2 separate regions of the Pan troglodytes genome follow, and region 1 is linked to region 2. The links are chromatin contacts, called in public Hi-C maps. All regions are on one chromosome and are shown on one strand. The core of a region is the stretch at or near the end of the contact, and the rest is flanking DNA. Distances in the headings are between cores, read along the strand shown.

Region 1 (3,724 bases), core at 798-3,297, 430 kb before region 2:
CAAATGAAGTTAAGGAGACCAGTTGGGGAATATGCGGGCGCAGAAGTTTCGGTGAGATACAAAGAGCCCACGGTCAAGAATTTATTTCATCAGGAGGTGAACGAGGGAGGACGGGGGTCCTCCCACTGGATGTGAGCCAGGGGAAGAGGATGAGGAATTCAGAGGAGTCCAGGACAATCCCGTGTATCCAGCTGGAATCTGAATGGCTGGTGGGAACCAGCAACCAAAAGAAAAGAAAACAGGTGGCTGTGGAGCAGCAGCAGAGGACAGGATTTCGGGGAAAGAAAACAGAACTTTTTTTGGCATCCTGAGTGTGAGGTGCCAGGTAGAGAAGCCAGGCTAGCAAGGCACATCTGAGCTGCAAGTAGGAATGGGCTGGGTCAACAATTTAGGTTTAGAAACCATCAGCATATATGGGGTACCTGGAACTGTGAGACTAAACAAAATCTCTTGGGGAGATTCTTAACAGAATCAAAGTCAGGAATTTTGGTCTTTATTCCTTTTTCTATCAGACTTCCCAGGAAAGTGTATTTTCTTTTTTTGGGTAGTCTGGTGATTTCTCTTAAAAATAAAACAAACTGAGAATGTCAGTGATGGGGGAGATAATATCTGTTCTTTTAAGCAGATTCTAAATGTATTAGTACCATCAGTAACTAAATCAAACTTTATCTTAAAACCTCTATTACACATTGTAGTTCATATTGTATGGGCTCACTCAAGAGTTTATAGAAAGTATTTTTGGATCAGGTAAATGAAATCATCCAACAGCAGTGCCGTTAAAATCTAAACTACAAAGCCCTGTGTGATCTGGCCACTGCCTACATCTCCAACTTCATCTCATAACACTCGCCCCCCCCCAACCCCAACTTATTGGTCTTTCAAACCACTCCTAGGGCACGTGAAGCTCTTTCCTGCCTCTGCATAGGCGGTTTCCGCTCATTTCTCTTCAGATCTGAGCTGAATATCACCCCAGAGAGGCCTTCCCAGCACAGCCTATCAAGAAGAGCAACCTCCTTCCCTTTTTGCTATTATCTGGTTTTCTTTTTCCTTTTTTCTTTTCGAGACGGAGTTTCGCTCTTGTTGCCCAGGCCGGAGTGCAATGGTGCGATCTCGGCTCACGGCAACCTCCGCCTCCCAGGTTCAAGCGATTCTCCTGCCTCAGCCTCCCGAGTAGTGAGATTACAGGCATGCACCACCATGCCCGGCTAATTCTGTATTTTTAGTAGAGCCGGGGTTTCACCATGTTGGTCCGGCTGGTCTCGAACTCCCGACCTCAGGTGATCCGCCCGCCTCGGCTTCCCAGAGTGCTGGGATTACATGCGTGAGACACCGGCCTACTACCTGGTTTTCATTTCCTTTACTACACTTACACAAGGTCTACTTTATTTGCCTGTTTGCCTCCTTGCTTTATTACTAATAGATCCTCGAGGGTAGTGATTTTGTCTGTCTTCTCTCCTGCAGCCCCGTCACGTAAAGGTGCTGGTCAAAGGAAGGCGGCAATCACCGACCGGACACCAGGGCAAATCAGGGCAGCCCAGTGATTCGAGATGCCGGCTGGGGAATCGGACCCATGTGGATCTTTTCTCAGCTTCCCTGCTTACTGTGACTTTCATAAGTAACGGAACCCCCTCAACCCGTTTCCTTAAGTGTAAAAAGGCACTAGACACAGCAAGAAGCGGTTCCGGCAGCGCGGAAACCGAAGCACACGCTGGGTGTCACGACAACACGTGGAAGCCGCATTCCGTGCCGGGGCCCTAGCCCCAGCCCCGGCCCCCGGCCCGCCATGTGGCGCGGCTGACCGCGGCCGTGCGCCCACCTGTCTCCCTCTGCGTCTTCACGCTGATGTACTGGCGCAGCTTCTTCACCGCTCGGTCCCGGATGCCCTTCTCGCTGGACGCCAGCCGCTGGGCAAATTGGATCTCGGCCGGCTGCATGGCGGGGGCCATCGCGCCCGCTGGAGCATCCCCGGCCGCGCAACCCGCGGTGCCGCTGCCGCCAGCCGAGCGCTGCGGAGCAGCCAGCCACCGTCCGCCCGGGCCGCGACTGCACAGAAGGCGGTGGCGGCGGCGCGCGGGCTGATGGCGTCACAAAGGCGCCGCGGCTCGCAGCGCGCTCTGGGAGTGAGCGCGGCAGTGGCCCTGGCAGCTGGCTGAGCGGCCCAGCCCGTGTGCACGTGGCGCCGGCGCTGCCTTTCGGTTGCCAAAATTCAGGCTGTAGACGGCGAGGTGAGCCAGGGTTAGGACTTGGCCAGGAAGAGACGGAAGGCTGTTTGTAAACGGTCTAGGATTTTTTTGTTTGTTTTTGAGACAGGGTCTCCCTCTGTCGCCCAGGTTGGAATGCAGTGGCGCGATCTTGGCGGTGATCCTGGCTCACTGCAGCCTCGACCTGCCAGACTCGAGCGATCCTCCCATCTCGACCGCCCAAGTAGCTGAGACTACAGGCGCGCGCCATCACGCCCCACTATTTGTTATTTTTTTGTAGAGACGGTGTCTCGCTATGTTGCCCAAGCTGGTCTCAAACTCCTGGGCTCAAGCAATCCTCCCGCGTCGGCCTCCCTGATCGCTGGGATTACAGGCTTGAGCCACCGCGCCTGGCCACAGTCTAGGATCTTTAATCCCATTTAGCACACCCCGTTGAGCCAGCAGCTCACCTGCGATCTCCGTGGCATGGAGTTTTTAACTGTGGAGCCCCCGGGCCCCCGGGTGGAGTTGAGACTGGAAGGAAAGGCCGGCACTGGGGCCTGTTGAGCGGGTGGAGGGCTCGCCTTCCTCCAGTGCCTGCAGAGGCTTGGGCAGACCGGTGCGCCCCTACCCCGGAGCCCTGGTGCCAGTGCAGGGGCGCCCGCGCAGGCGTCCCGAGGCCTGGCGAGCACGCGCGCTTCCAGGGGAGTTGGGCAGGGCGGGCTGCTTGCTAATTCCAGAGAGGGAAGAAATCTTAGCTTTGGGTTCATCTAAAACCCGAGGCCATCCTATATTTTGCGGACTTAGCGGGCGTGCTGGGGCAAGTTAATGGACTAGGTCACTCCACACGTAGCGGGGCTTATCTCAGTTGCTCCGCTCAGTTGTCTGGGCGACCTCCCGAGGTGCCTGTTGACACAAAAATTCAACCCTTAACGTAAAAGCGCCTGAATCCGAGCGAGGGAAGGCGAACGGCGGAGGCGAGGTTTCCAGCAGACTGCCCATTTGAACGCAGTCCCCCTTAGTGTAGCATTCCTCGCCAAACAGGAAAGGACCCATCCGATTTATTTTACTTGACACTTACATCAGGGGCTGACTTTCCTTCTGCTTTGCAGATAACAAGTTTAAAACCCCGGCTAAGCCAGAAGAGCCAAAGAGGGACCTCGCCAAGGCCACTCCTCGCTCTCAAGGCCGAGAATACTGCGCAAATTCTGTGAGGTTTGGGCCTGGCGGCTCTCCGTTCCCGACCCCCGGCGTGGATTCGTTCCCGCGCTTTCTGGCGTGAGGGGTCAGAGGGCGCGCCGGGGTCAGAGGGCGCGCCGACGCTCAGGCGAACGGAGCGGAGGCGGCAGCGGCCATGGGCGAAGCGGGCGCCGCTGAGGAGGCCTGCCGGGTTAGTGAGGAAGCCCTGGCCTATGCCAGCGTGTTGAACCGTCGCCATTCGCTCCCCTCAGGGCCTTGCCCCGTGCGCTCGGAGACGGCTCGCTGTCGCGTGCTTGGGGGAAGCCTGGAGACTTCCTCCCCTAACGGCGTGGGCTGGGCCGGAG
Region 2 (3,465 bases), core at 916-3,415:
AACAGAATCTTTGCAGATGTAATTCAGTGAAGCATCAAGGTGAGATCGTCCTGGATGAGAGCAGACCCTAAACCCAATGGCTGAAGTCCTTTAAGGGGAAAGGACACAGACAGGAGGGGAAGGCGGAGGCAGAGACTGGAGCTCAGAGGCTTCCACCAACCGGGAGTGCTGGAGGAGGTAAGGAAGATTCACCCCGGAGCCTCCAGAGGGAACACGGCCCTGCAGACACCTTGATTTCGGACTTCATGCCTCAGAGTGAATTTCTGTTGTTTTAAGCCAACCAGCTTGTGGTCATTTGTCACAGCAGCCGTGGGAAATTCCCCACAGCACTGCTGGATTCCAGCTGGTTCATTGCAGAAACACCCTTTCCGACAGCCACAGGCAGGGGCAGGCAGGAAGAGTGAGCGAGGGGGTTCAGGGGGAGAGCCGGGGCTCCCCGCCTGGCTCCTGGCACAGGCCACATGGCTGCAGGCCACTTACTTAATTGGGTATCTCATCACCGAGCAGGTAAGAGCACTGCGGCTGCCAGCAGGACCCCTGAGCCAGCTCCTGTGTGGAGTGCAGCCCGGCCCCGTACAATCAAAGGCCCAGCACTTGGCCATTACCAGCGTCAGAAATAAGTCAGCCACCAGCTCCTCCAAGGGCAGCCGCTGCCTTTTATCACCATCAGAGAGCCACTGCCAGGGTCATCGTGGGGTCTCAGTGTTCCTGCGAACGGCAGATGGGATTTGAGGTGTCCTGCCTTCCCACCCCAGTCCTCTAGGTCTGACGTGTCTTCCCCAGGGGGCGCCCTGTCCCCTCAACAGCCAGCCATCTGCAATTCTGCGTCAGGGCCTTCGGGAGCCCTGCTGGGAGACCCACACTGCTCTGGAAAGCAAGATTTTCCAGCCAGGATGCTTTGGAAATTGATTTCTCTCACTCCTGGCCAAGGTAAAGGCACAGCGCTCACAGGCTCCCGGGGCAGACAGCTCAGCAGAATAATGAGCCACCCCCTCTCTTCACTGCCCCTCCCTCCCGGTGCCCCTGGGGCGTCCTTGAGCTGCCACACGGCCCCTCCCTCATACCCGCTCCTCCCTCATACCCGCTCTCTGACGTCTCTGCAGGTGGCACGAGGAATGCCAGGGCCCAGGCAGCTAGATGTCAAAGAGGCTGCTGAGCAGCACACAGGAGGGGGCTCCCCTAAGCTGGAGGGTGGAAAGGGGTCTCTCACGGTCAAGTACAAATCAGACACAGAGGGCAGCCGTGCAATGAAGTAACAGCCCAGAGCTTGGCCATGGCCATGATAGTGGTGTGTGCGTCTTCCTGTGGGCTGTGTGAGTGTATGTTTGTGTAGGTGTGCATGTGGGCATTTGTGCACGCATAGGTGTTATGTGCTTCTGTGTGTCCGTATGTGTCCACATGTATTGTGTGATGTGTGTACATGTGTTTGTATGTTGCATGTGTGTTTGTGTTGTGCATTTGTGCGCACATGTGTGAGGTGTGTGAGCATGTGTTTTGTGTGTTGTGCACGAGTGTGCATGGTGTGTTGTGCATGGGTGCACACTGTGCAAACATTGTGCTTCTATGTGCATGTGTGTTCTGTGCATATGGGCACACTGTGTGTGTGTGTGCATGGATGCAATGTGTACCTTTCCTTCTGTTCTGTTCTAATGGCAGCAGCCTGCACAGCAGGTTTGGGGCCCGCCCACATTTCCTGCCCCTGCAAACTCAGTCCTTAGCCCAGGGTCTCAGAGGAAATCCCACAGAGCAGGGCCTTCTGGCCTCCCCAGCAGCCTGGGAGCTAATGCTGACGGAGCCTTCACTAGCCCCTGCCACGGGTCCCTCCCCTGAAGGGAGACTCCTTTCCCAGCTCCCATCCTGGAGGCCAAGGGCAGAGCAGGAGGCAGGTGCCTCCCCTGTAGAGAGAAGGCCGCCCTGCCCCCAGCAAGCAGCTCCTTGTCCCTCAACCCCTCGGCTCTCCTGATGCCTCCTCCTTCCAAGCTGGCACTGTCTGGCACCTGTGCCTGCATCTCTGTCTCAGCCCCCTCTCAGACAGCCACATGCAGCCTTGGCTGGCAGGACCTCTGGCCCTGTGACCCCAACACCGCGTCAGCTGAGGCTGCCTGCCAGGGACACTTACCGCCCTGCCCCACTCACAGGCCTCTGCGGGTGTGGGCGGGACGGGGGCTGCTCTTCACAAGAGGCTTCCTAGGAAGAGCTGACCTGGGCCGGAAGCCGGGGAGTGACGTCATTCTGCACGGAGGAAACCCCGCCAGAGCCCCCAGGGACCCCAGCACAGCCCTGGCCTTCCACACAGTGACGCCTCCTTTTTCAAGTGATTTTACAGACAAGCAAATGAAACCCCAAAACTGCTTATGGTAAAGAAACACCACTGGCTTCCAGCACGGCTTTTGTGTCTTCCCATCTCAGTCTCCCCTGCTGGACACTAGCTCCCCGGGGGTCAGGGTGGGTCTCCCACAGCTTGGCAGCACGCAGCCCAGAGGCTCCCGGAGCCAGGCCCTCTGCGGATGTTTGCTGAGGCCGCTTCCCACTGTCTTGAAGAGTGAAGGTGACCTTTAAGGCTGAGGTTCGGCAAGTCTCCTGCGGCCAAGGTCTCGGCGGCCAGGCAAGTCCTCTGCTGCCACCTGGTGGTTAGTGTGAGGCACGCTGGTGATGATTGAAAGGAACTGGGGGCTGGAGGCTCCCTGCAGGCACTCGGTCTCCCAGCTTCAGCCAACTGGCAAAGACGGACATCGAATACTCAGAGGGGTTGATAGATCTGTCCAAAGTCACCCAGCATGTCACCAGAAGAAAGGGACCAGTGCCTCAGGCTTCCTCAGCGCCTCCCAATTTTCACATTATGTGTGACATTGCAGTAATCATCTGCCCAGCGGTGCTGAGCCCTGGCTTTGGGGTCAAACAGACAGGGTGCACCTGGCCCAAGCCCTCACCAGCTGAGGACACCAGGCAGGTGACTCCATTTCTAAGCCTCGGTGTCCTCAGCTAACAATAGAAACAGGCTACAGGCTGCTGTGCAGGCTGCATGAGAATTGCCGTTACAAGCGCAGCAGGCGCAAGGCCTGGCATACAGCAAGTGCTCCATTAATGCTTTTCCGGCTGCTGCTCATAATGATGATGACAATGATGCCCAAGGTGAAAACGGGAGCAGAGGAGAGCGTGGGTCATTTTCACTCCAGAGTCCAGCGTCCCCAGCAGTGGGATGAGGGAGAGCCTCCCTGGAGATCGAGAAGCTGAGCCCCAAGACTGGAGAGGCAGCTTCCAGTGAGACTTCTCTCCCCCGCTGCCCTAACCTGAGGAGGCGCCGCTGTCCCGCAGCATCTCCCACTTGCACCTGATCATAGGGCTCACCTGGAGGCACCAAAAGCCCAGCTCCCTGGACTCTGCCCCTCCAGACTCTAAGTGGGTGTGAGCGGGGCCCAGGAGTCTGTATTTGCAACGCACTGCAGGTGGTTCTCCCGGCCTGGC

Evidence for each region. A called contact is a pair of places that touch in the nucleus more often than the background predicts.
Region 1: a contact with region 2 is called in a Hi-C map of stem cell-derived neural progenitor cells, with 3 times the contacts expected there. The contact joins the promoter of HSF2BP here to the enhancer-like site in region 2. A contact is called at or near these places in 4 of 7 Hi-C or Micro-C datasets (induced pluripotent stem cells, a lymphoblastoid cell line and stem cell-derived neural progenitor cells) and 1 of 1 datasets of contacts at active chromatin or transcription factors (stem cell-derived excitatory neurons).

The regions. Positions count from the first base shown.
Region 1 is chr22:44,250,925-44,254,648 of NHGRI_mPanTro3-v2.0_pri, reverse strand. It overlaps HSF2BP (heat shock transcription factor 2 binding protein), which reads left to right and starts at 2,047. Exons shown (of 9, transcript XM_531485.8): 1 at 2,047-2,225; 2 at 3,293-3,570. The coding sequence starts at 3,535. RRP1B (ribosomal RNA processing 1B) reads right to left here and starts at 1,947. Exons shown (of 16, transcript XM_001144331.7): 1 at 1,817-1,947. The coding sequence starts at 1,946.
Region 2 is chr22:43,823,826-43,827,290 of NHGRI_mPanTro3-v2.0_pri, reverse strand. No RefSeq gene overlaps it. Among named protein-coding and RNA genes, the nearest start is that of CRYAA, 70 kb to the right of the region's middle. Within about 2 kb of position 2,165, at least 11 of the 24 cell types and tissues checked have an H3K27ac peak or open chromatin away from gene starts, as enhancers often do. A contact at or near this core is called in induced pluripotent stem cells, a lymphoblastoid cell line and stem cell-derived neural progenitor cells, where this site is marked.